2 separate regions of the Oryctolagus cuniculus genome follow, and region 2 is linked to region 1. Evidence: chromatin contacts called from public Hi-C data. All regions are on one chromosome and are shown on one strand. The core of a region is the stretch at or near the end of the contact, and the rest is flanking DNA. Distances in the headings are between cores, read along the strand shown.

The links. Hi-C and Micro-C count contacts between places; a contact is called where the count stands out from the background.
Region 2: a contact with region 1 is called in a Hi-C map of an unstated tissue, with 2.2 times the contacts expected there. The contact joins the promoter of ALDH1A2 here to the enhancer-like site in region 1. A contact is called at or near these places in 3 of 6 Hi-C or Micro-C datasets (ear pinna, psoas muscle and an unstated tissue).

What each region holds. Positions count from the first base shown.
Region 1 is chr12:80,748,533-80,754,152 of mOryCun1.1, reverse strand. No RefSeq gene overlaps it. Among named protein-coding and RNA genes, the nearest start is that of POLR2M, 180 kb to the right of the region's middle. Within about 2 kb of position 2,537, at least 1 of the 8 cell types and tissues checked has an H3K27ac peak or open chromatin away from gene starts, as enhancers often do.
Region 2 is chr12:80,969,427-80,975,046 of mOryCun1.1, reverse strand. It overlaps ALDH1A2 (aldehyde dehydrogenase 1 family member A2), which reads left to right and starts at 2,989. Exons shown (of 13, transcript XM_002717704.5): 1 at 2,989-3,421. The coding sequence starts at 3,305.

The DNA.
Region 1 (5,620 bases), core at 1,288-3,787:
ACACGAAGCTATGGGTTGGATGGCACTCAAACCCTGTAAGGTATTTTGAGCACCTCTTCTGAAACATGACCACCGTATAAGTCTCACAGGGAGAAGCAGAAAATAAAGCAAGGAAGGTCTACATGTTTACTGTCTGTTCTGAGGAGACTTTGAAATGTCCTGACGTTCCTTTGTCAACTTTGCAAAAGCCTTCCCAGTTTCCTCTTAATCAGTCACTCTTTCATGCAGCAACATTCTCTTGATTAGCCTTAGCGTTAGGGATGTGCGGGAGATTAGACAGGCGCACTCCCACGGTGCTCCTACCTCTCTACTTTCTTCTGTCTTAACTGGCTTGGACTTGCTGTCATTCAAAACTAATTACATAAAGGCTAATTTTCAGAATTGGCAGCTCATAAGTAATTTTAGAAAAGTAAAGTTTCACTCCCTCCCCCTTACACCATCCCAATATTCTATGTCAGGGCTTCATATTACAAAACTGCATGCAAGGGTATCCTTGGTTGTGGTCATAGAAACTCAGGGGAGGCAGGCATCAAAGGAACATAAAGACATTAAATCTCTTTCTCACAGACACACACAACAATTTCCTTTGCGAATGCCAAGAGAAGTACTGTAATGAGCTGGATAATTTGAGTACCAAATTCCTGCCCTTGAAGAAAGCGATGGATGGAACATTTTTGTCTGCAAAACGACCACAAGATCAAATGCCCTAGATAACTCCTCTTCAGTTCCCTTGGTCAGGATGTTTTGCCTTTTGAATTGGAAGCCCGAGTTGAGACAGGGTCCACTGGGCCTGGTTAGCCATTGTGATGAGAGACATCTACGGCGGCTGCTAGCAGCTAAGCAAGGCTCACAGCAGCCGGAAGTTTGGGCCAGTTCTCTGCCTGGAACTCTACTTTCCCAGCATGCTGGAGGCGGGCAGGTTCTGGAAGGTGGACCCACACTGATGAACACATGGAGAGAAACCCCAAAGGCAGTGTCTGTGTCTTACTTTCTACAGGAAAATGGTCTGGCGAGCCACCTGCAACTGGTCCTTGGCTCAGCGTGCTCCTTCCTGATAGGTTAAGACATGGGTGGGCCGACGCCGTGGCTCACTTGGCTGATCCTCTGCCTGCGGCGCCAGCACCCCAGGTTCTAGTCCCGGTTGGGGCACCGGGTACTAGTCCCGGTGGCTCCTCTTCCAGACTAGCTCTCTGCTGTGGCCTGGGAAGGCAGTGGAGGATGGCCCAGGTCCTTCTCTCTCTCTCTGTCTCTCTGTCTCACTGTCTAACTCTGCCTGGCAGAAAAAAAGAAAAGAAAAGAAAAAAAAAAGACATGGGTGATGGTGTGGCAAAGTGCAGTATTTCCAAACTCGCAACTTAGTTGTGGAACTGTTTGTTCCAATGACAACTGACCCTGGAATGGCAGATTTTTGACCTACCTGCCTCTGCTTCCCACACCTGTGTTAGAATTTAACTGATCTCAAAACTCACTCACATAGAGCCCAGGCAATGGTCACAGATACATAATGGTCCAAAATATAACATTCCAGATAGCCAACAAAACCGGTATCTTACAGGCGCCATCAGTAAGGGGGACAGCCACGAGTACGACTCCAGGGTTACTATCCGCCTTGATTTCAGTGCTTCGCAACATGGAAACTCTTCAAAAACCTTCCCCTTCCAGCACACACAGAATCGAATGGGAAAAGAGAGTCCAAGGGCTGGAGCGTTGGCACTGTTCAGAATAGTAAGAGAGGGGCCGGTGCTGTGACAAAGCGGGTGAGGCCGCTTCCTGCAGTGCCGGCATCCCATGTGGGCACCGGTTCTAGTCCCGGCTGCTCCTCTTCCAATCCAACTCTCTGCTTTGGCCTGGGAAAGCAGTAGAAGATGGCCCAAGTGCTTGGGCCCCTGCACCCACGTGGGAGACCCAGAAGAAGCTCCAGACTACCAGTTTCGGATCTGTCCAGTTCCAGCCGTTGCGGCCATTTGGGGAACGAACCCAGCGGATGGAAGGCCTCTCTCTCTATCTCTCTGCCTCTCTGTAGCTCTGCTTTTCAAATGAATAAATAAATATATCTTAAAAAAAAAAAAAAAGAATGGTGGGAGAGATGGCTGCAAGGATGAGCCCAGCCCACATGAATCAATGCTACAGACCATCCGATGCGGCGGGTGATTTCTGGAGCTGGTCCTCTGATCCTGTTCATGGTGGGGTTTTAGATGGTTTATTCACAGAGCACAAGTTTTCTATTACCTGGGGAGCAGGCTCCTGGTAGCTATGTACTGAAGCCCCTCTCCTCCTCCTGCTCTTCCCGGGTTTCCAGGGGACACACAGGCAGGGACGACTGCCGGGTCGCTGTATTTCCTGCAAAACAGACAAAAGATACAAGTTGGCTGGAAGTGAGGATTCCTCAATTCCATGTGTCACTCTGGGATTGTGCCCGTGGATGCAATGGACCAGAGCACAGGGCGCACCCATTGCCTCCCAGGCATATCCTGTTAGGCTGTGCCATGTGGCATCCAGACATTTCACATGGCCGCACCTGTGTGTGGGTGGAGAGCATTATTGCTCATGTCTGGACACTAGCCAGATGTTGACACGAACCTGCTCTTTGTCTCCTCACAGGCTAGCTGAGGGCAGTGGGAAAAGACAACAAGAAAAATGTTATAGAACCTGTCGGTTCTCATCATAGCCTTCACCCCAAAGAGTATCAGATGCATGTGTTTTTACAGGTTGTTTGTCTGTTTTCCCAAATAGTATTGGAAATTCTATTTCACAGTATAATTTTACCCATTCTGATTTTTCCAAACCAGATTTAGCAATCAAATTTCACAGTACATCAGAGGCATAAACAGCCGCAGTGAGCTTTATGCAAAGCATCAACTTTCTAGGGTCCAAATAATGCAGCTCTCCTTGGAGTTCTGTCAGTCTCAGTGGGAAGACAGGTGTCTTTTGCGTCATTTCTGCATTGATACTTAAACAAAAATGACATATGTCAAGGCTTAAGTCTGGCATCAGTGTGAAAGCTAATACTACCAACTTTTATTTCTGAAATAGTTGATGGATTTTATCTAACATCAGTTCACCAAACGGACTTCTTGAGCGTTTGAAATTAGCACCTTTCTTTTCTTCCATATCATCTAGTCAGCACTTTAAAAATAGAGAAAAGAGAGGAAGTACCAAGAGAGACAAGATTAAGTCCTTCACTTTAAATAAACGACGCAGCTTTATTACTTCCCATGGTTGTCTCTGTAATAACCTTGAAAGACCAGAAGCTTTTACGGATTCACATTGTACATGCCATATATTACCACCATGGCCATTTTGGTCTCTCAAATGATTGCAGAAAGATGAGTGTATTGATCGATCTCTTTCCTATTTTCAAATATGTCTAAATGAAAATGAGAAAACGCATCCTTTTAGTTAGGAGTAGATTAATGGAGATATCTCTATTCAGCCAAAGGCAGGGCAATGCTATAAAAGACCAGTGATCACATGGAGTGAGATGGTTATATGACTCCTCTATGGCTCTCAGAGGGTTTATGGTGGCCAGCTTCCCAGACTGGTGTGTGTCTCAGTCCACATCTGGTGGTAGTGAGTTTATTGAGAGTCTGGATTTCGTATGTATAAGGCTTCCATTACCTGTTTTAACTAGGTGTTAACTTGATAAAGAACTTCACTGATAGTTAGGATTGTCTTTTTCTCACTTTTACGAACTGCTAAAAATATTTCCAAGAGTCAAAATATGGGAGGTTTTTTTTTTTTTCTTTCTTTCCTTCCTTTACTTTTTAAATTACAGGGCCAGATTTTCTAGGTTCATGTTTTGCAATCTTCTTCAATTGTAATTAGATGTTTAACATATATTAAAACCCTTTAGCAGAAAGAGCAGAAGGCTTGTAATCATGAACCAAATTCTTTTTTACCATACAAGTTCAATTCCAGTTCCATTTCTGTCCTGAACAAACTGTGTTAACTTAAGCAAATCATTGAACTTGAGACAGGTTCCTTGTTTGTAAAGTTTGGATAATAAAAGTCTGCTCTGTCTCCCAAGATTTTTGAGAGGGTCAAGTGAGGTGATTTATGTGAACACCTTTTATAAAATGTTGCTGATATTACTAGACAGTCTCAAGCAACCCAGCCAAGCATTAGTTATTAATTACTATCTTTAGGGTTACTCTTGATACAAGATAGTCATAAACTAATTCTATTTTGCCATATATTTTACCCTGTAAGTTAATAATTTAGGTATCAGTTCGCTATCTCGTTCATATGATCAAACTCTGGTTCCAAGGCCATGAAATACCAGTTACTCAGTTTGACCACTAGAGGGAGCAAAGCCTTTTCGTTTCCTTTCCCTCAAAACAACAGTATTAATTCAGTTAGAGCCATTGGAATATGCTATGGCACTTTCTGAAGCAATAAGCAAATGTGTAGAACTACAAGTAAGATGTTGGTCCATGGTCTGTGTCTCTTTGGAAAATAGCTAAGAGGACATAAAATCTGTCCTTAGGTAATTAAAACTAAATTAAAAGAAATGCATATATATATATATATATATATATGCTTGTTAGTGCTCATACAAATATTTCCTAATTATGTCCACTGTGGAGACCTAGAAGTAATGACACCTCAAAAGCACCAAGCACACGTAGCACCCAGATGTTGGTTTCTAAATACCATTATCCAGTAAAAGAACCAGGACTCCTTGAAAGAGTTGATTCCAGGGCAGGAGCAGGAAAAATACAAGATGAACTTTAAATATCTTATAATTCCATGAAATATGTAGGACCCTAAAAATGACGCTGACATACTGAAAGAGCACAGGAGCCAACACAGGAAACAACTCCCAGTGGTCAAATCTGGTGCAATCTGAGCAATAAAATACTTGACAACAGTAATAAAGTAAAATAAATAATCCTCAATCCAGCCATATAAATAAATGAGTAAATAAAAAGAAAAGTGGCTCTTCTTGTGGCATAACTCAATTTAAAAATAGAGGAGGATTCACAGAAATAGAAAATCACAGTCCGGCGCCACGGCTCACTAGGCTAATCCTCCGCCTTGCGGCGCCGGCACACCGGGTTCTAGTCCCGGCCAGGGCACCGGATTCTGTCCCGGCTGCCCCTCTTCCAGGCCAGCTCTCTGCTGTGGCCCGGGAGTGCAGTGGAGGATGTCCCAAGTGCTTGGGCCCTGCACCCCATGGGAGACCAGGAGAAGCACCTGGCTCCTGCCTTCGGATCAGCACAGTGCGCTGGCCATGGCGGCCATTGGAGGGTGAACCAACGGCAAAGGAAGACCCTTCTCTCTGTCTCTCTCTGTCCACTCTGCCTGTAAAAAAAAAAAAATCACCATTGGGCAAACACCACAGTAACAGACAAGAACCATCAATGGTCACTAAAGTTAATGAGTGAAAAATCTTATAAGAAACAAGATATGTTGTGGCATAGCAGGTAAAGCAATGGCCTACAATGCCAGCATCCCAAATGGACGCTGGTTCACATCCCAATTGCTCCACTTCCAATCCAGCTTCCTGCTAATGGCCTGGAAAAAGCAGCAGAAGATGACCCAAGTGTCTGGGGCCCTGCCATCCACAGAGAAGATTCAGATGAACCTCTTGGTTCCTGGCCCGGCCCTAGCTGCTGCA
Region 2 (5,620 bases), core at 1,740-4,239, 220 kb before region 1:
GTGCTGCGCCGATCCGAAGCCAGGAGCCAGGTGCTTCCTCCTGGTCTCCCATGCAGGTGCAGGGCCCAAGCACTTGGGCCATCCTCCACTGCCTTCCCGGGCCACAGCAGAGAGCTGGACTGGAAGAGGGGCAACTGGATTCTCTGATAAATCTTGTCTCCACTTTGAATTAAAGAGCTGGGACACAAAGTGGCTTCCATTGTGACCTGAAGATAGGGGAAAATATTTTTCCAGAGGACAATTATATGGAGGAAAAAAAGTCACAGAAATCTATGAACAAAAAAGTTCATAGCAAAAGATCAGGAAAAGGAAAAAAAAACCCAAGAGATCATATTCTATAATCAGAGAGTGTACAGAAGTTACTCCCATTTGTAATGGAAGTAGTCATTGAATGCTGTCTTTTGCTCAAATCTATCAATAAAAGTTCCTATTAAATAGTTCTAATGTACTCTGTGTTGTTTTAGGAACCGAGGAAAGCCCAAGGGAAACAGAAGGCATAGTCTGCTCGGATCACTTTACTGTTGAGCTGGAAAGTCAGTATCTCAGAAAAGGAGCCAGGAGGGTGCAATTCAAACCAGCCTGCCACCTGTCACTGGACCAGACAGACCTCTTAGAGATGGTTAGGTGGGGAACCTTTCCCTACCAAGGGCCATCTGGATATTTATAACATCTTTGGTAGGCCATACAGATTGACCAACTTAAAAACTAGTGTAGTATAGATTTATTGACCTTAGAGTCCCTTGTGCAGTTGGCTTGGCAGGCCAGACCAAGTGATTTTATGGGCCTTCTATGGCCTATGGGCCAGATGCTCCCCACCCCTGGATAAACCAAGAGATGCTCCCTTCTTTGCCTGGTGTAGACAAAAATATCTATTTGCTCCACCTCAATGTGTGACAAAATGCTGATAATTCCATCATTCTTAGATACTGCTGCTTCCTCTGGAGAGATGTTTGAGCCATGGTGATGGAATTGGGGTTAATCAGGCAAGAAGTCGGCAAAGAGCGAACAATTTTATTTTATGCTTTGAGAGGAGTCTAAACCAATGGTTTCTGACTTGTGAGTGTTTTTGACAATGTTCATTGTCAGGCCAGTCTCTGCAGGTTTCCATTTTCTCATCCTTGGAACCTTACGATGGCTCTTCAGTACCTCAGGCAAGCAGATCATTGCAGCCTGAGCGTCACTGCCTTGCATCTTCATTTCCATTCCTCCAATCACAGTTGATAGCCCTTCAAAGTATGCTCACATCTCTATGCCTTCGCTCTTGCGAGCTTTTCTGTCAACTGTGTCCTTGCCTCATCTCATTGAAGCCTCACTGCTCAAAGGTTCAGCTCCAAGGTCAACTTCCCCAGAGAGTTAATGGAGCACCCAAATCATGTTAATGCTCCTACGCACTTTTCCCCCAGAACCTCTGGTAGTCATTGGTCAACCTATTTTTAAGGAGGGATCATGGGCTCATTGATGGCAAGGGCTGTTGGTGTAGTCTGTAAACCAGTCTCTAGCACTAGGCTTGGCACCGAAAAAGTGCTCAAAATACGTTAGAAGAATTGTTCCATATGTATCATGGCTGTTCCTTGCTGGGACCTTCTTTCTCCAACAAAATCTGAAACCTTACTTCTTTATCTCTCAGTTTAACAGTTAACCCTCCAAGGCTTTAATAAATGTATATCACAGCGACATACTTGTATACAGTTGCTAAGCCATACTTTTTGGTTACAGAACTCCTCTCTGAATCAAGATCCCTCAAGCTACCTAAGGTAAAATCTGCAATTTCCCCACAAAAACAACTCACTCATGTCACTTTGGGATCTGAAAACTTGTGTCTCATGTCTATAAACTATATACTAAAAGGAAATATGTCTATTCCTATCATTGCTTAGCGTTCAAAGAGCTACAATTCAGCCGTCATAGCTCCTGAAAGTATCCAAGGCAGGTGTTTTCTGGCTGACATTTAAAATGCGAAGAACAGAATTCTAGGGACCCTGAACATGGTATTAAGATGAGAAACAAGGATCTGCTTGGTAGTTTGGCCCCTCACCATGAAAAAGCTCTTTCCACGTAAAAATAGGGGGTAGGAAGGTGTTCATTGTTAGACTCCAACAGGCTACCAATGGGAATGAGGAAAGGAAGGCACCTACAAAGGTATTTTCATATGGGACCTAGAGTTAGCCCACAGAGCTCAAAGCCTATTCTGGGGTCGGGTCTCTGAGTTTTTGATTTACATCACATGTTGATCCATGAACTAGAAGAGGACTTGGCACAGCGCAGAAACAAATTAGGGGTGTGGAGTTGGAAATTCAACCCCAAAGCTTAGGATCATAGATGTTACGCTAAAAACAAGAGAAAACAAGGTGTGTGTGTGTGAGAGAGAGAGAGAGAGAGAGAAAGACAGACAGACAGACACCAGGAACCCAGGAAACGTGCAACTCTGAGGAGAGGCAAAGGCCTACATCCTCCGGGCCGCCCGCAAGGGTCCCGGCCGGCAGAGGGCAGCAGTCGGGCGGGAGACGGCGGGCGCGGGCCTCGCTGCGCGGACCGGCTCGCGGGGAGCTTCTCTCTGAGGGCGGGGAGAGACCCTCGCACTCAGCGCTGCCTCTCCCCGACCCTCCGGCCGGCCCCGGCGCACCTCGGGCCACCTTGAGAGCACTGGGTGTGGGGAGCAGAGGAGAGCCCGGTGCCACAGCCCCCGGCGCCTCGGGGAGAGAAGGGGAAGTGAGGGTCGGCGCGTCCCGGGACGAGCTGGGAGAGGGTCTCAGCCCCCTAGAGCTGCCCTCGGCGCCCTCAGAGCCTTGGGCTTCCCGCGCCTACAGGGCGCGCCGCTCTCCACCGAGAGGCAGCTCCGATCCCCCTTCAGCCCCGGCCCCGCTCTGCTTCCTGGGTCCACGACCCCCCGGCCGACTTGGACCACGGTGCGCCTCCCGCCGACACTGACCGGGCGGGAGGGAGACCGGTTCCGGGCGGGCCGAGCCGCGCCGGCCGCCGCGCTGCGCTGCGCTGCGTCTCGGCCGTCGAGGGCAGCGGCGGCAGCGCGCCCGTGGGCCGCTCCCTGCGCGCAGAGTGGCGGGAGTGGGCGGACTTGACCGTGGGGCGTCCCGGCCGCGCGGCGCGGGCTTTATGTAAATCGCGGCTGCGCCGGGGCGTCCTAGGTGGGACGGCCCAGCCCCCCGCGCCTCGGCCCTCACGTCCAATAAGAAGAGCCCCAGCTTGACACCTGCCTATATACAGGCGAGCGCATCCCCGGCCCCGCAACGCGCGCACAGCCCGCACAGCCCCACGCCGCGGGCGAGCGACACCTCGGCCCGCCACCATGACTTCCAGTAAGATCGAGATGCCCGGCGAGGTGAAAGCCGACCCTGCCGCACTCATGGCGTCCCTGCACCTCCTGCCGTCGCCCACGCCCAACCTCGAAATCAAGTACACCAAGGTAAGCGGAGGCCGGCGGGCCCGCCGTCTGCGGAGACTTTCTAGAACCTTCTTTGCTCTCCGCGATCTCCTTAGGGGGGCCAAGGCGGCGTGACAGAGCCGGAGGCCGGGGTCGCCCAGGACCCGCCGGCCGACCCCGCGCGGCAGTGGGGCGCCCTGAGTTCCTCCGCGGAGACCCAGGCTCTTGAAGTCTTGGGACGTCTCGGGGACCCCCGGCAACCTGAGGCCGCCGTCAACGGCTCCTGGCCCCGGCCGTCTGTGCGGCTGCTTTCTGGTCCGCGGCTCCTGGCCCCGGCCGTCTGTGCGGCTGCTTTCGGGTCCGCTTCGCCCGGTCCCGACCGCCGCGGGGAAGCAGTCGGAACCCGTTCGGTCGCCCCCACAGCGGGACAAGGGGTCGGGTCCCCGCCAGCTTGGCCCGGCAAACCCGGCGGTCCCTTCTCGGCCCTGCAACCTCTTGAGAGAGCCGCTGGGCTGCTGCTGGCCATCAGGTCCCCGGGCGCCGGGACAGCGCAGAGGCGCTTCCTCGAACGAAAATTGTCAGGGCTCCAGCGCTCCGGCTGGTTTTGACAAATTTCGCGGGAAGCCAGGCTGCTGAGCACGGGGGATCCAATGTCCCAGTATTTCTTGAATTGTGTAGTCTGTGGTAGTTTCCCTGGAAAGCTCGAAAAGCGTGCAGATTTGTGCAAATTGGTGGGTTCGCTTTTGAACGGAAACACTTGATTTTTTAATAACGAACTCTGACATCTTGAATTTGCCAAGTAGCAATTTTTTTGTTGTTGTTGGACCACAAAAAAAAATGCATCCGCTACCTAATGTAAATTGAATTTGCTTTCTTTCTATAAATTAATCATAGATAAAATTTATCGACACACACACACACACACACACACACACACACAGGCTAGGGGATTGTAATGTTAAAACATTTTTGGAAGAGAGGGGAGGTGGATGGAATTTAAAGCCAAATTTCTTGGAATTCATTTTTCAGTTCCCTGGTTTGATTTTTTTTATTGCTTCCATTAGATTTCTACCACAAACTTCTCCCGACCAACTTAAACACATGTGCGCACACAGTAATGGTTAAAGTTGTATATCAATATGTTTATTACAAGATGAACTAAATTTTGTACAGAAGTAAACTGGTTCTAGCTTAATGGTTACAAGAGAAATTAAAGAAAATCAGAGTTCTGAAATTTTTCTTGCATTGAGTTTTAGGATACAAATGAGGGAGATTCGTGTTTTGAATGTCGATTTAGATGGATTTCATGTACCTGTTAGCTTTTTTAGATGGTGTGACAAATTTTTGAAAGCCATTTTAATGAGAGGTCGTTAACGGTTATAGCCTTTTAGGCATTGTTTGCGTAACAATACTGCCAATGTGTGGCACATCTCAGGGTTTAGGGACAAGCAGGGAAAGCAGGCAGCATAAAAGTTTTGTTTTATGAGGGTCTGTAACCTCCCCAGGCTGTCTTTAAAGGTCTTAAGATGCAAGATCTAGGCAGGAGAAAGGTCCCAACCCTCAGATTCGGCAAGGTTGGTTTTAGTCTTATTTTTGATAGCATTTTCCCAGCAGTCCCTGAAAGAAGTTGTAGGTATGCAGTAGGTATCTTTTTCAGAATTTAATTTGGAGGCTCTTCCAGTTTTCTTTTTTTTCCGACTACCCCCCAGTCTCTTTTCTCTCTTGTTCTCCCCCAGTAGGAAAGACAACTGATTTATAGCTAATTGGAGCCTTTAATGTGGAGTCTTTTAGCTCGGGGAAGACTTTTATCCAGTATCCACTTTCCCACTTATTACAAAGAAAAACAATCAGAAATGAAATAATGGATTGTAACCTGATTCTTTAATTTGTGGGGAGGAGGCACCTTATTTTTGTCTTGACAAACCAACCTCATAAACACTGAGTAACACTAATCCAAAGGCGAGCTCTTTGCACAGAACTTGTAAAATCAGGTATCTGCGAACATTTCCAGCTGCTTTCCTCCTCAGCTCTTTAGTGAGACTTCTAAATTTTCTCAGACAAGCGTCATGGACAAGCGTTTTTTTTTTTTTTTTTTAAACACGAAGAACAGAAATTGCTCTTTTGGTAACTCAAGATAATGGGTAATGATTTTATACTTAAAAGCAAAATCAGATTAATGGAGAATGTTTTAAAAATTCACTTAGAATCAGAAGTGAGGGAAATTATATTAGCAATTTCAAA